Regions from separate parts of the Drosophila melanogaster genome. Here region 2 is linked to region 1. Evidence: chromatin contacts called from public targeted proximity ligation data. All regions are on one chromosome and are shown on one strand. The core of a region is the stretch at or near the end of the contact, and the rest is flanking DNA. Distances in the headings are between cores, read along the strand shown.

Region 1 (7,019 bases), core at 3,203-5,702:
GGGCAACTTTGTAAGCGCTGTTAAGTAGGCTATGAAAAAACGGTTTAAGGGGCATTATATGAAATGTAATTAGTGCTAAAGAGCTGCTTCAAAGTAACGGAAACAGAGCCGCGCTTTAATTGCTCAAGAATTGCAGCGGATTTTTAAACGTCCCATTATCCTTAAAGCCTAAAGTGATTACTTAAGGAAATAACAAAGCGGTAGGATATTCGGTTTGCAGGCTCAACGTAAAGTAGTTATTATTAACAGAGCTAAGCCACTTAAGTAAAATCGATCATTTAACTTTAAAGTTGAAGTAGTTACATACAATTTCCACGAAAATTGAGACATTTTACCCAAGTTACTTTAACTATCGATTTCTTCGTTACACTACACACCTGCTAACACTGCTCCACTTTAGTTTTCAGAAACAAACACCAACATTGTGTATTATTTACCAGCCCCATTCCGCAACTTTCAACAAATTGCTTAATAACTCGGTCAACAAATTGCGCACACTGTGTTGACATTAACAACATTCGCCTCGCCTTGTCCTTTAACCCTGTTTTCCACACGCCCCGGAAAACCCATGAGTGGTTCAGAACCACCCAATCCCTTATTCACCTGCAACCAGCTGGAAATTTCGCAACCCTTTCGCGCAGCCTTTGTTGCACTAGTTGCTAAATAACTTAATGTGTCCTGGCCACGCTTATGGCGTATTTTCCGCCCTCTCAATATAAATTTGAGCAATTAATCTGCAGTTGGCTCTTACGGACACCAAAGTGCAACAGAATGTGGCAGATTGTGAAAGGAATTTATTATGACCGAGGGGTTTTGCAGGCTGAACTTTCGCTTTTCGCTGAGTCGCACATTTCCGGATCATTGGTCGCAGGGAATTGAGAGACTCAGCCTGTAAATCCCTCCCCTCAACGTCTCGCTTTCCATTCCCTCTGTACTTTCTCCACTTTCGCCGCTTAGATGGCAAATCAAATGCGAGTGACAGATTACGACATCAATCAAGTTGGCACCGTCTTTCGCCCAGCTACATCCACTCGCTGTGGCCGCCCACTTGTATCCTTTTACATATTCTCGTAGATTGCAGGCTGCCTCATGTGCGCGCACCATTAATGCTGTACATTATGGCTTACAGAGATAGATGTCCGCGGGCGGGGGTGGGATGGAAAGAGAGAGAGAGAGAGGGATGTGTATCGTCTGCACTGCAAATGCCAAATGGCTAAGTGACTAAAACTAAGCCAACAGCTGCGCCTCGAAGCGGGCAATTAAGTTTTACAGGCGCATCAAAGCCGCCTCCTCGCTTCTCTCGATTAATTACGGAGCGACATTGGTGACCGACTGGAAAGGATAATGGCACAGTTGCGTCAGAGTTTTATATCTGGGACCACTTCGAGTTTATATCCCGCCCAAGGCTGTAAGCTGGATGGATGAAACCGGGTTTCGATTTTCCATTTGCCGATTGATTGTCACTGCGGCGGTTGAGTGATGCTATTTGCTGCACTGGGTGGTGCTAAACTATGCAACTAACATGATTAAGTTCACATTGATGTACCTTACTTTTATCTTTCAACTTTGAGTCCTGCCATAAAATCGTGCATTCTCCTCTATACCTTTCCAAATAGCTTATCATTAACTAATGCATTTTTTCTTTGCACTTTTTGCAGGCCTCGCCTTGAACACGAGCTCGTTGACGGGTCGCCGCGACTCCTTCGACCGCAGCACCTCCGCCTTCAGTCCCTCGACCATGGACTACACCAGCAGCGGTGTGGCAGCGGCCGCCAATGCGGTGAACAGCACAGTGGCCCAGGCAGCAGCAGCTGCCGCAGCAGCCGCCGCAGCGCGTGGCAAGTGGCCGGGAGCGATGTCGGGAGCGGCCAGTGGAGCCTACGGAGCCCTGGGAGCGGGCAATGCTTCGGCCAGTCCCCTGGGCGCACCAATCACGCCGCCGCCATCGGCGCAATCCTGTCTCCTGGGCAGTCGGGCACCTGGAGCCGAGTCCCGCCAGCGGCAGCAGCAACAACAGCAGCTGGCCGCCGTTGGTCTGCCGGCGACTGCAGCAGCTGCTCAGGCAGCGGTGGCCGCGGCTGCCAACAATATGTTCGGATCCAACAGCTCGATCTTCTCGAATCCCCTGGCCATTCCGGGTACCGCAGCTGTGGCAGCTGCAGCGGCAGCAGCAGCGGCCGCCAACTCGCGTCAGGTGGCTGCCACGGCAGCGGCAGCAGCGGCGGTGGCAGCAGCAGCCGGCGGAGTGGGAGGTGCCCCACAGCCAGGAAGATCTCGCCTTCTCGAAGATTTCCGCAACCAGCGGTATCCAAATCTTCAGCTACGCGATCTCGCTAACCACATTGTGGAGTTCTCACAGGATCAGCACGGCTCGCGGTTTATCCAACAGAAGTTGGAGCGGGCCACCGCCGCCGAGAAGCAAATGGTGTTCAGCGAGATCCTGGCGGCAGCCTATAGCCTGATGACCGATGTCTTTGGCAACTATGTCATCCAGAAGTTCTTTGAGTTCGGCACTCCCGAGCAGAAGAACACGCTGGGCATGCAGGTCAAGGGTCATGTGCTGCAGCTGGCGCTGCAAATGTATGGCTGCCGAGTGATTCAGAAGGCTCTGGAGAGCATCTCGCCGGAGCAGCAGCAGGAAATCGTCCACGAACTGGACGGACATGTGCTGAAATGCGTCAAGGATCAGAATGGCAATCATGTGGTGCAAAAGTGCATTGAGTGCGTGGACCCCGTGGCGCTGCAGTTCATCATCAATGCTTTCAAGGGTCAGGTTTACTCGCTAAGCACCCATCCGTATGGATGCCGGGTGATCCAGAGAATCCTTGAGCATTGCACTGCCGAACAGACCACGCCCATTTTGGACGAACTGCATGAGCACACCGAACAGTTGATTCAGGACCAATATGGCAACTATGTTATTCAGCATGTGCTTGGTAAGCTATCACTTGATAATTTAACATGTATTCCTTATAGCTGATACATCATCTTACCTTCATATTTGATTTATAGAACACGGCAAGCAGGAGGATAAGTCGATTCTTATCAACAGCGTGCGCGGCAAAGTTCTGGTGCTATCACAGCACAAGTTCGCCTCAAACGTTGTGGAGAAATGTGTTACCCATGCCACTCGCGGAGAACGCACTGGTCTCATAGACGAGGTCTGCACCTTCAACGACAAGTGAGTGCCCGCACGGAAATTGAATCCTTCTTAGCTTTAACTTAACCAAAACTCATTTTCCCTCCGCAGCGCGTTGCACGTGATGATGAAGGATCAGTATGCCAACTATGTGGTCCAAAAAATGATCGATGTATCGGAGCCGACGCAGCTCAAGAAGCTGATGACCAAGATCCGGCCCCACATGGCCGCCTTGCGCAAGTACACCTACGGCAAGCACATCAATGCCAAGTTGGAGAAGTACTACATGAAGATAACCAATCCCATTACGGTGGGCACAGGAGCTGGAGGAGTGCCGGCAGCCTCGTCGGCGGCGGCAGTCAGCAGTGGTGCCACCTCGGCATCGGTAACCGCCTGCACCAGTGGCAGCAGCACCACCACGACCAGCACTACCAACAGCCTGGCCTCACCCACCATTTGTTCGGTGCAGGAGAACGGCAGCGCCATGGTTGTGGAGCCCTCCTCCCCGGACGCCTCCGAGTCCTCGTCCTCGGTGGTGTCAGGCGCTGTCAACAGCAGCTTGGGTCCCATTGGACCCCCGACCAACGGCAACGTTGTGCTGTAAAGGAAATAACAAATTAAGCCAGGCAGTCAAAGGAAACTTCCTTCTCGAATCGCAGTATAGTTTTTAGAAGCTGTAGAGCTTAACATAAACAACAAGTACATATAAATGTAATCTTATTTATTGGAAAAGCAGCGATAAATGGAGCTGCACTCGAAGATTTGCAAAGAGGATAGTAAAACACACATGCGCCAATCTAGAGAAACAAATAGCAAACAAAGAAGCACACTGGCAAGCAAAAAAGCAAAAGAGCTTAACAGCTAAAACTAAAAGAAATTTGTATTTTTACGAACAAAACTAATAACGTTCTCATGAAAAAAGATTTCAAAATATTTGTAAAATGCGCTCGCATAATTAATTTGTAAAAAAAAGGCATGAACCGCAAAGATGAAAGAAAACAAAAATGCGTAGTAAATCGCGATCAAGAAAAAATAATGAATGTAATGTAAAATGTCAATGAAACAGATTTGTCTGCGTACATTTTCGTTGTAACTTTGTATAAATTAATTATTATATAGCAAGTCTATCTGTAAATGATTAATGTTTCGACTGTAAATTAATAAGAAGACAACTGAAGAGCCGGCGAGCTGAAAAAAAAGAAAGTAAAAAGAGCGGGCTGCATGAATTAGCCTACGATTTATAAGTTCAGACAGAGGAACCATTTCTAATATACAAACATATATACGAGGGATAACAGCAGAAGCCGCACTTAGTGTAGAATGTAGAGTAATAATGTTTTTGGAGCCAGCAGCTACAAAGACACAATGAAAACAGAGACACACGAGACACGCCCACGCCCCCTCACGCACACTCGGTTGCATACACCCACACAATGAACGACTCTTCAGCCCATTCACGTTGCTTTTGCACTATGTAAAAATTTTGTATAAAAAAAAACCCCAAACAACAAACCATGTAAACCATGTAATTTTCAAATGTTTCACTGTAAAATGTATACATACTTTATTTTGTAAATTTTTTTTAAGTCGCAAGTAACTCATACATATTCTATTCTAAACCTCACGCATGTATTTATAATTTTATACACATTAGCTGGTGACCACCGATCGACGATCTGCATGGATATTGGTCAGCTGGTGGCCAGCTAAAAGAACCTGTTAGCCAAGTAAGCCAAAAATGATAATAATTGGATTTTAAAACAATAACCATCAAAATAAACCAATTTTTTTCAAAATTTTCCGAGACCCTTTTATGTTTGCTAGCCCACCTTAATGTATGATATATGTATATGTATATTTAAATCGACACTATGCTTTCGCAACTGCACACTGAACGAAATCAGGTGGAGAGTTAACTTTGTTATGTTAGACAGAAAGCGCTTGTTGCTCCCTGCGAAGCTTGAAATGCATTCGCTGTGCGGCATACTAAATAATTAACCAACCCTTCCTTCACGTAAGTGTATAAAATTGTTTTAAAACGTCATCGAAACACTTGTAAATTGCAAACAAAAACTGTATATGTATACATACGAACGAATATTGTAAAAAGTAACAATACCAAGAATTTTGTACATTTTTGATATAAATTTAGATTACTTCGCGACGCCTTATTCCAAATACTAAAATACTGAAAATAATGAAAACGAGAGATGGTAAGAAAATCGAATTTAGACTTTTTTGTCGGTTTCGTCGAAACACACAAAAATCCAATGTAAAACAATTTTTGGAGATCAATGTAAAGTGTATTATGCATATTTTTGTACACACAAATTCGTTGTCGTGTCGTTGTTGTTGTCGTCGTCACCGTCGTCGTTGTCGTTGTCGTATTTTGTATATAACAAGCAAAGGATACCAGTCATTGAACATTTGTAATTTTCTGTACATTTCCCCCCAACACACCCATCCCATTAACCATTAATCATTCACTATTTACCATTACCCCTAATCCATCCCATTGAACATGACCACATTGCAACATCCGTATTATCCTGTCTCTGAACAAGTGAGCGCATTTCAAGCGACAGCGCAAGCAGGGCTCGGTATTATTTGTTTGGTACTTTTAGTTATTAACTTGTCAACTGCCTGTCTCTAGAGCGCAATGCACTGATAATTTTAATTTAAATAATCCATAGATGAACATTGTATTTAGGATTCTCGAGTTCGATACGGAGTGAACAATGCAAGTAGAGATGCTTTCTGTAGGCTAAACACATTGCTACACGCCGTGTACATTTGACGTGTAAAATACACCGAACACCCACACTCACACCGACACGAACACCAACACATCTACACACCCACACAGACACAAAGGACACAGCGAGCTGCTTAGCTGTAGTAGTTAGTGTAAGCCAGCGAATCCCTATAAATATTTAAACATATATACACGCATATAGAATTATGTACTACACTTAGTTTTGAACTTGACGTGAGGCAAACGTTTTTTAAAAAAGAAAAATAATGTATATGTAAAATACATGTGTAGAGTAGCGGAAGTGCCGTGGCACAGTGAAATTTACACGTATGCTGGCGTATTCTACACACGCCCAGTTTTTACAGTAACAATTTTTTGCACGCATGTAAGACACTTGGGTATACAAGTCGAAATCTAAAAATCTAAAGCGAATTCCACTTAAAAAGGATCAATATTTAACAACCACAAATGTAAACAATAAAACTTAAAATGTACGAAAAACTCCCTGTAAACTTGTAATCGTATAAAGAAGCGAATTAAGCAAGCATTTCTTTGTATGCCAAAGGCAAAAACAAGTGGGTCATTTTGAATTTGCGAAATCAGAAAACCCTTCGGCTATTGGTTTGAAATTTTCGCAAACTAAAGTGTAAAAACAAAATAAAGCCCAATACGATAAAGCCCTATAGATAACCAAGATTTCAAGTAAATATAAAGCATACCGCAGAAGCAAAAATTTGTAAAATTTTTTCGACAGCAGAACCTTGTAAACTAAGCTAAGGACATAAATAAACCTTTTGTAATTTGTTGTAAAAAGAAAGGAAAGAATGAAAGAAGGAAGGATGGCGGAAATTAAAAGGCATGACATGTGCTAGAGCTGGCGTCAAGTAAAACTATAAATTATATATAAATATAAATATATATTAAAGCATATACATACATATAAATATAAATAAACAGTAATTAATTAATTACGATAATATTTTGTAGTTACACACTCGAACACACGGAGAAATTCAAATATACAAACACAGAGCGAGACCTTTAGTTTTGTAAACCGCGAGCGATTGGCACAAGTTAAATAACTACAATTTGGACAGCATTGCATTCGAGCATTTGATTTAACAA
Region 2 (7,019 bases), core at 2,094-4,593, 140 kb before region 1:
CGATCCACAGTGTGTAGTGTGTTGTTAGCCAAGACAAGAAGTGGAGTTTTCCAGTTTTCATCGTGACTGGCAAACGGTTGAGGAAATTATGACTGGTTCTGTGTATAATAGACATGGCTAGTCATTCTTTTTTTTTTTTCCTTACGAAGGTTATTCAATAGAGGTATTAACATTATTCAAAACTATAACCAATTTTTAAGTTGTAAGGCCTACGATTATATGTAATTAGATGAAGAAATCCATTTCCTTTCTGTTTTGCATTACATTACTTAATTAAGAGCTCTTAGCAATTACATATTGATGTCAGTTAAGGAAATAATTGCCTTAGTTTCGTATTATTTAGTAATATATTACTTGCGAGCATATGCTAATAATTGGCTTGCTTGTTAATTGTTAAGAGTCAAACCTTGAATATTAAATTATCGAAAAGTGTTGACCCACAAAATTCGTATCAATTACCTGAAATATTTACCGGCCGGGTCTTAACCCACATTTTTTCGTTGTACTTCACCTGCAATTGCCATATCTTCGTATTCATGTGTGACATAAAGCTGCAAAGTGATTGTTGTGCGTCTGCCCACGGTTTTCGTATTTCCATTTCCATTTACATTATTTATTATTAAGTTTTAATTGTTATTTATGGCAATGGGGAAAGCTTTTTTCTCCTCGTGAGGCGGCCCACCTGCGTTTAACGCCTTTTTCAGTTGACGCAACGAAAATACGACGACACTTTGAGTGAGTTAAATTGGAATTTGTGCAGTTATGTTGAAAGAGTTATGCTCAAAAGTTGTAGGAGGAGTGCTGCTCGGTGCCTAAGCTTGAATTCAAAGACAATTTGTATTGGTTAAGCAAGTTAGCAAGTAATTGGAATAAAGCTTTATGATGCAACTAGATTTGATCTAGAATTCGACTATTATTGCGTTCATCAAGGTCTAGGTCTATTCTTAAAGCGTACTTAAATATACAATTCCAATTATTGCAATTTCTGGGCCACTTCCTCTTATCAAGCTGCAGTACTTAAACAACATTTAGCCGAAAACAAATGCATGAGAGACCAGCAACTAGCTTTTAGGACTAACAAAAGAAAAAGAAACCAGTCTGCGGTTTTCTCTCCCTCTCTCGCTCTCGCACTTATATCTATATCTCACTCTCCGCTGTGGCAGCCGGCTGGTTTCTCAGTTTCTTTATTTTTTTTTTGTCCACTGACGCTGTTTTGCAATTTCATTGCCGGTTGGCCCAAACATGTTTCAATGCCAAACGTAATAACTGTTATGATGTAAGTGGCAACAACAACAGCAGCCAGCCAGCGAGCAGAAGAGCCACAGAAGCAGCGATAAAAATCACCTGCATCAAGATCAGCTCGAAGAAATCGATACTCATTCCGGCTTCAGTTTGAGTTGTATGAGATTGCAACGCTGATTACAAGGAACTTTAGATCATGTCTGAAACAAACAATATAAATGTATAAATAAATTAAGTAAAAGGAAGTAAGCAGTAGTTAGAAACATAATTCAATAGAATTATTGGGCTGATGAAATTGAATTGTAAAGTTTTTTTTTTTATATATTATGTTGTATTTGCTATACACATTTTGATTAGATTTCGTTAGATATTGCATTACAGCGTGGGTTTCAGTTGGTTTTTTGTATTACCACTATTTTTTTTGTTGCTACTGCGGCTGGAGGTTTCTTTTTTATATGGCTCTGTTTGTTATTGTACATTTTGTTTGAAATTAAAGTTGCGAAAACATTGAAAGGCGAAAAGCGCTGCTAAAAATAATTCGAGGCAGGCAAAAGTGGACAGCCAAGTGACTCACCTGACTGGCACACACACACACACACACACACACTGATTGCTGCTTCTTCTTTTGCCACCTGCCAGGTGACCCAGACTACTGCTAACCCATTACAACCGACGCCCCTTCCCCTTTCAGCGCCCTTTCCCGCTTACCACTCTGACCTTTTTGGCTGCCGATGCCTCATTTTTTGTTGGTTTTCCCGCCTCTTTGCCCTCTCTCGCTCCACTGGTGGCCGCACTTTCTTTTGTCTTGAAAAGTGAAAATTTTGGGTCACCGAAAGCGGAGCAGCGGAGCTAATGGGATTGTATGAACATACTACATTGTGCTAGGTCAGACATGACTCTTAGAATTCGGGGGCCAGTGGAAAGTTGCCAATGAATACCTGACCTCGGTCAAACTAGACGCTCGCTCTACAAAATGATGAAAAGTGAGAGTGTGAAATCTAAGCTTTGAATTCGTTATAAATTCAGCTGGACTGTAATTGGAACCCCAAAAAAGTACTAGATTTGTGGCTAGCCAAAATTAAGAGAAGAGTTATATAAAAATGAAGATAATCCTTTTATGCTTGGCTGGCGTCATGACTGGGTTTGTTTACCAGCCAGATGGTTGGTAATCACCGACAGAATTCTAAAATATACGTAGCTAAGCTATATGACTAATACAGGTAGTCAAAAAGATCTCAAAGTGTATGACGTAAGCTGCTTAGAAATTATAGAAATTACAAGCTTTTAGTAGCAATGCACTTTGCATTACAGTTGGATTAACAGTAATTAATTCCTTCGCTTTGGATATTTGTTTCCCCAGCTGCTTTGGCTGAGAGCGCTAAACTTTTGTTCTGCTCCCAAGCTTGTTTCTCTGAAGTCACATGTATTGTTAATAATGCGGTGTGAATGACCTGGCAATGAAATTATAGCTGGGAAATTACATACGAGCACACATGCATTTGACGCTAGAAAGAAAAGAGGCAAAACAATGTGCAGAGTAGAGTGTAGTAAAAATCACTGTGCTTGCAGAGTCATCGACTTGGGTGCAGTGGGTTAAGAGCGATGAATGAATGGAAGCTGCCGTGCCGAGATAAATGCATTAATTAATTTATCAGCATGACTGACTCACCATACTACATACAGTGGCAAACATTTCCAGTTTGATCTAAAGTTTGGCTCGACCATTTTATTTGCATGTTAAACGATGCTCGTTTCGCTGATTTTATGCAGATGCTGTGTTTAATTTATGAACCGCTGGTCAGCTGGAGTGCTGACGTCACGAGTCATTTGGAAACAAGTTTGCTGCTTAAGTCTTTTGTTTTACCCGGTGTTTGGCCAATAGCTGCAAAACTGTGCAGTTGGTAGTAATATTATGACGGCAAATTAGGCTCCACTATTCTTAGATTAGTTTTAATTTATAATTTAAAGTTTGAGATTTTTTATTTCAAATAAATTGCTTTATTCCTTCTGTTCTAAATACTTTTTAGTACACTTAACAGTTTGAGAATCTGTGATAAGAAAAAGGTTTATGCCACGGCTAAGTGGTGAATACAGTTACTCACAAACTTTCCACAGTTCAAAATTATATTATTACAGTTTGAGACTGCACTGTTAAATAACATGCTGTTAAGATCCTTTGTTTCTTTTAAACTGTGAAATCTATAGCTTAAATAATTAAAAACAAATATTTATTATATTTTTTAACTTTCATTTTATTCTAGTCGCACTCCTGGTTCACGTCAACCATCACCTGCAGAGGAGTCCCAGCCACGTCCCCCCAATCTACTCTTTCCTCCACTGCCCTTCAATCACATGCTCATGGATCATGGCCAAGGCATGGGAGGCGGCTTGGGCGGAGTTGTTGGATCTGGCAACGGAGTCGGCGGTGGCAGCGGCGGAGGCGGGGCAGGCGGCGCTTATGCGGCCCACCAGCAGATGGCCGCCCAGATGAGTCAATTGCAACCGCCGATGATGAACGGCGTTGGCGGCGGAATGCCAATGGCAGCACAGGTAGGATGGTTAAGTTTAAGTGAACAAAAGTTTAATAGATAAGATCAAAATTTTATAAATTTAATTAGAACTTTAAATAGTTAATTTCAATTAAGAAGTGTAATAACTAATTGTAAATTCGACTTTACAGTCACCAATGTTGAATCACCAGGCAGCTGGACCCAATCACATGGAATCTCCCGGAAATCTCTTGCAGCAGCAAAATTTTGATGTTCAGGTGAGTTGAAATAAATCCTACCGAACAGTTTGTTGTTTCCATGGTCCCCAGAGTGACATTTTCATTGTGGGTTCGCAACCGAAAATTTGGGTCATGTGAGTGGGTGGTATGGGAGTAGGCAAGTCAACTGTGTGCTGGAGTCACAGTGGCTGCCTAATTTTCCACATCCGCCGGATGCGGCTGTTGCGTCCCCTGGTAGCCATTTCCGCCAGCCTTGCACAAAACTGAGTCCCAATGCACCACTCTCCATTTCTCGATTTACCATCCGACATCCTCCGCAGTGCCCATCTCGTTGCATGCAATTTATTTCGAAACAAAACGGAAATCGGATTTATTAGCCACAAAATTGCTTTTAAGCTGGTGCTTCTGTGTGCCAGTGGCTGTCAAACCAGCCTTTGGTTAGGCTCGCTCACATTCCTGCGGTTACAGTGGGCACTCGATAAGGGAAAACGAATGACCAATTTTTGGTTTGGAAATTTAATAATAAAATGTTTAGTTTTATTCAGTTACTAACAATAGAGATTAGACTCAATGCCAAAATTCCTGAACCGTTTTAACCGTTTGGAATCCCATTAATATTCCATATTTAATATTCCTCTCTCTGCGAGTGCAGACTGTATTCCGGCCCCAGTCAATGTCATTTCTTTCTGTTAACTTCAGCTTTATATCTAGCAAACAACCAACAGGCAGCCCTTCTCCCTTGGCTGCCAAATTGAAAATCAATATGCGTTGTTGCAGTTACCGATGCTATATCCTCCCTCGATCTCTCTCTGCTCATTCCGCCCGATTCCCCCTTGGCCTTCAACTGTTGGCCGCAAAGCAAATTGACATTTCCACACTTTAGTCGTCGTTGAGGCTGGGGCAATCTGCACTTCCGCTTTTTATCGCTCGCTCCACACATCCTGCAGGCATTTTTGTGTCGCTTTTGTCTTCTCTTCTGGCCCAAAGGAGAAAAAGGTGGGGGGAAAACCGAAGCGGGAAAACTTTATCGTAGCTCTTTGTTGGCCTGTGTGTGTGTGTGTTTTAAGTGAGCTGCCTGAAAGTGTGCTGCGCAAAATTGCATCAAAGTGAAAAAGCCAACACACTGTCAGAAAATGTTGTTAAGCCAACAACGGTCGAGCAACAGCAAGGAGCAACAAGCATCAAACTGTATCCTGATCGGGTCAAAGTAGCTGGAATGTCATTACGGATGAAAAACTGATGCTGCTTGTGGCGCCAGAAAGGTGAAAGTTTAATGCGCTTCCTGTGTTTTGCGTAAAGTTTTCAATAAGCACACTCCAGACACATTTAATGCATTCAGCTCATATGTGTTGATCAAACAGAGTTAATTGGAGGGAATGCGTCGTTTAGTGAACTCTAAACAAAGTAAATGTATTCATAGCCTAATATGCTTAAATAAATATGTTTAAATATTTAGCATTTAAACATTTCTTTTATCCAACAGAAATCCGACTTTGTGTTTTTTCAAAAATAGTTACAGCTTTTCAAACATTAAAATGAAATTACCCTTTCACAGTTCAGTTAAAAGTGAAATCCCCTTTGCCCTTTTATGGTGCGCTTTTAATTCAGAGCCAAAATTATATTATAATGCCTGCGTTGTGCGAAAGACCATAAAGAATGTTAATATATGTGTAATAATAGTGATTATTATTATGTTTTCATATTCTCTCAGAGAGATAAAGCAACACGCAACACTCCAACCATAAATAAAGCTCAGTAAAAGGGGGGCGACAAAGGGAAAGCAGGAGTACAGATATGCATTTATTGGTTTCATGAGAAAGGCGTGCAATATGTTGCCGATAATGGATAATGCAAGGCATGCACTCAGGCTTTTTCCCACTTTCGGTAGCTTTCGTGGATATTTCTTATTAAATCGGCGTTGATATTAACACTGAAAAGAAGCAAAGAAAAGAATCTTGACGAATTGCATGCAAAATAACGATGAAAACTGAATGAAAGGACTTTTTGTTGGCTTGAAGGATAGCAATATGGCACCACATAGTACAATGCCAGTGATTTTTGACAATGGTTATGCAATAAATATGAAGACGAACGACTTGACGCTTTTGTTATGAGATTTCGAAAGAGGGTGATGAAAAAGAAAGTAATACGAGTGCAAATATTGGTGGATTATTGCTTATTTGGTTCTTAATATTCAAGATTTCCAAACGATTCTTAGCAAAAATGCAATTGCTTCATGAATATGCATTAAAGACGGAAGAAAAACAAGGAAAATCACATATGGTGTAACCATGCGTAGAATGTCAGAATGTAGAAGACAAACGAATGGATTGCCTTTGAAATGAAAGAAATCATTATTTATATGTAGCAGAAGGAGTGAAGAAAATTACCGCAAACCAAAGGAAAAGGGGAATATTGCGTTGGCAATCGCTGAAAATTAATGCAAACTGTTGCCAACGAATCATCAATATAAATTTCAATGTGACCAATAACGTATTTGGCCAACTATTTGCGAGCAAATAAAGAAAAATGTTTGTGAAACATAAATCAATTGTTCAACGTACAGTAAGAAGATAAGAAAAGTTAGTCTGATGATGATGCATTTATCCTCTTACTTATAAACAATTACAAATGTTGTGGCCTAAATGCGGAAGAAATGTTTTTCTTTGGCTTACTTTTTATGATTTCCTTTCTCTAACAATTTTGGGTGCTGTCTGTCTTAGCCACGCCTCATTGGTTGCTTTTGTGTGTTAATCAGTCAGTTGGTAAGGCTTTTGTTGTCTTCAACGCGGCTTAATCGGATGATTGCTTTTGGTCTTTTTTGACTGCTTATTTCAGCTCTGATCTGAAAGTCTGTTTAATTGATTTCAAAAGTTACGGATTACTGTGGTTTTTCTTGTCTTCAGGTACTTTAGTTTAGTAAATCAGAAAGTTAAAAGGAAAGATGTTTTTTTGTATGTGCACAATTTTAAAGGTTAATTTAAAAATAACATAATTTAAATGCATAATCGAAATGCAAAACGAAACAAATAAATCAGATTATAGCAAA

Evidence for each region.
Region 2: a targeted proximity ligation map of the Kc167 cell line shows a contact between it and region 1, with 7 times the contacts expected there. A contact is called at or near these places in 12 of 107 Hi-C or Micro-C datasets (the Clone 8 cell line, the Kc167 cell line, the OSC cell line and 6 more) and 2 of 7 datasets of targeted methods (both in the Kc167 cell line).

The regions. Positions count from the first base shown.
Region 1 is chr3R:9,067,669-9,074,687 of dm6, reverse strand. pum (pumilio) reads left to right here. Exons shown (of 13, transcript NM_001275474.1): 11 at 1,659-2,936; 12 at 3,013-3,181; 13 at 3,251-7,019. The coding sequence ends at 3,743. Among named protein-coding and RNA genes, the nearest start is that of Ada, 6.0 kb to the right of the region's middle.
Region 2 is chr3R:9,210,750-9,217,768 of dm6, reverse strand. It overlaps pum (pumilio), which reads left to right. Exons shown (of 13, transcript NM_001275474.1): 7 at 3,504-3,792; 8 at 3,923-4,009. Among named protein-coding and RNA genes, the nearest start is that of lncRNA:CR45196, 14 kb to the left of the region's middle.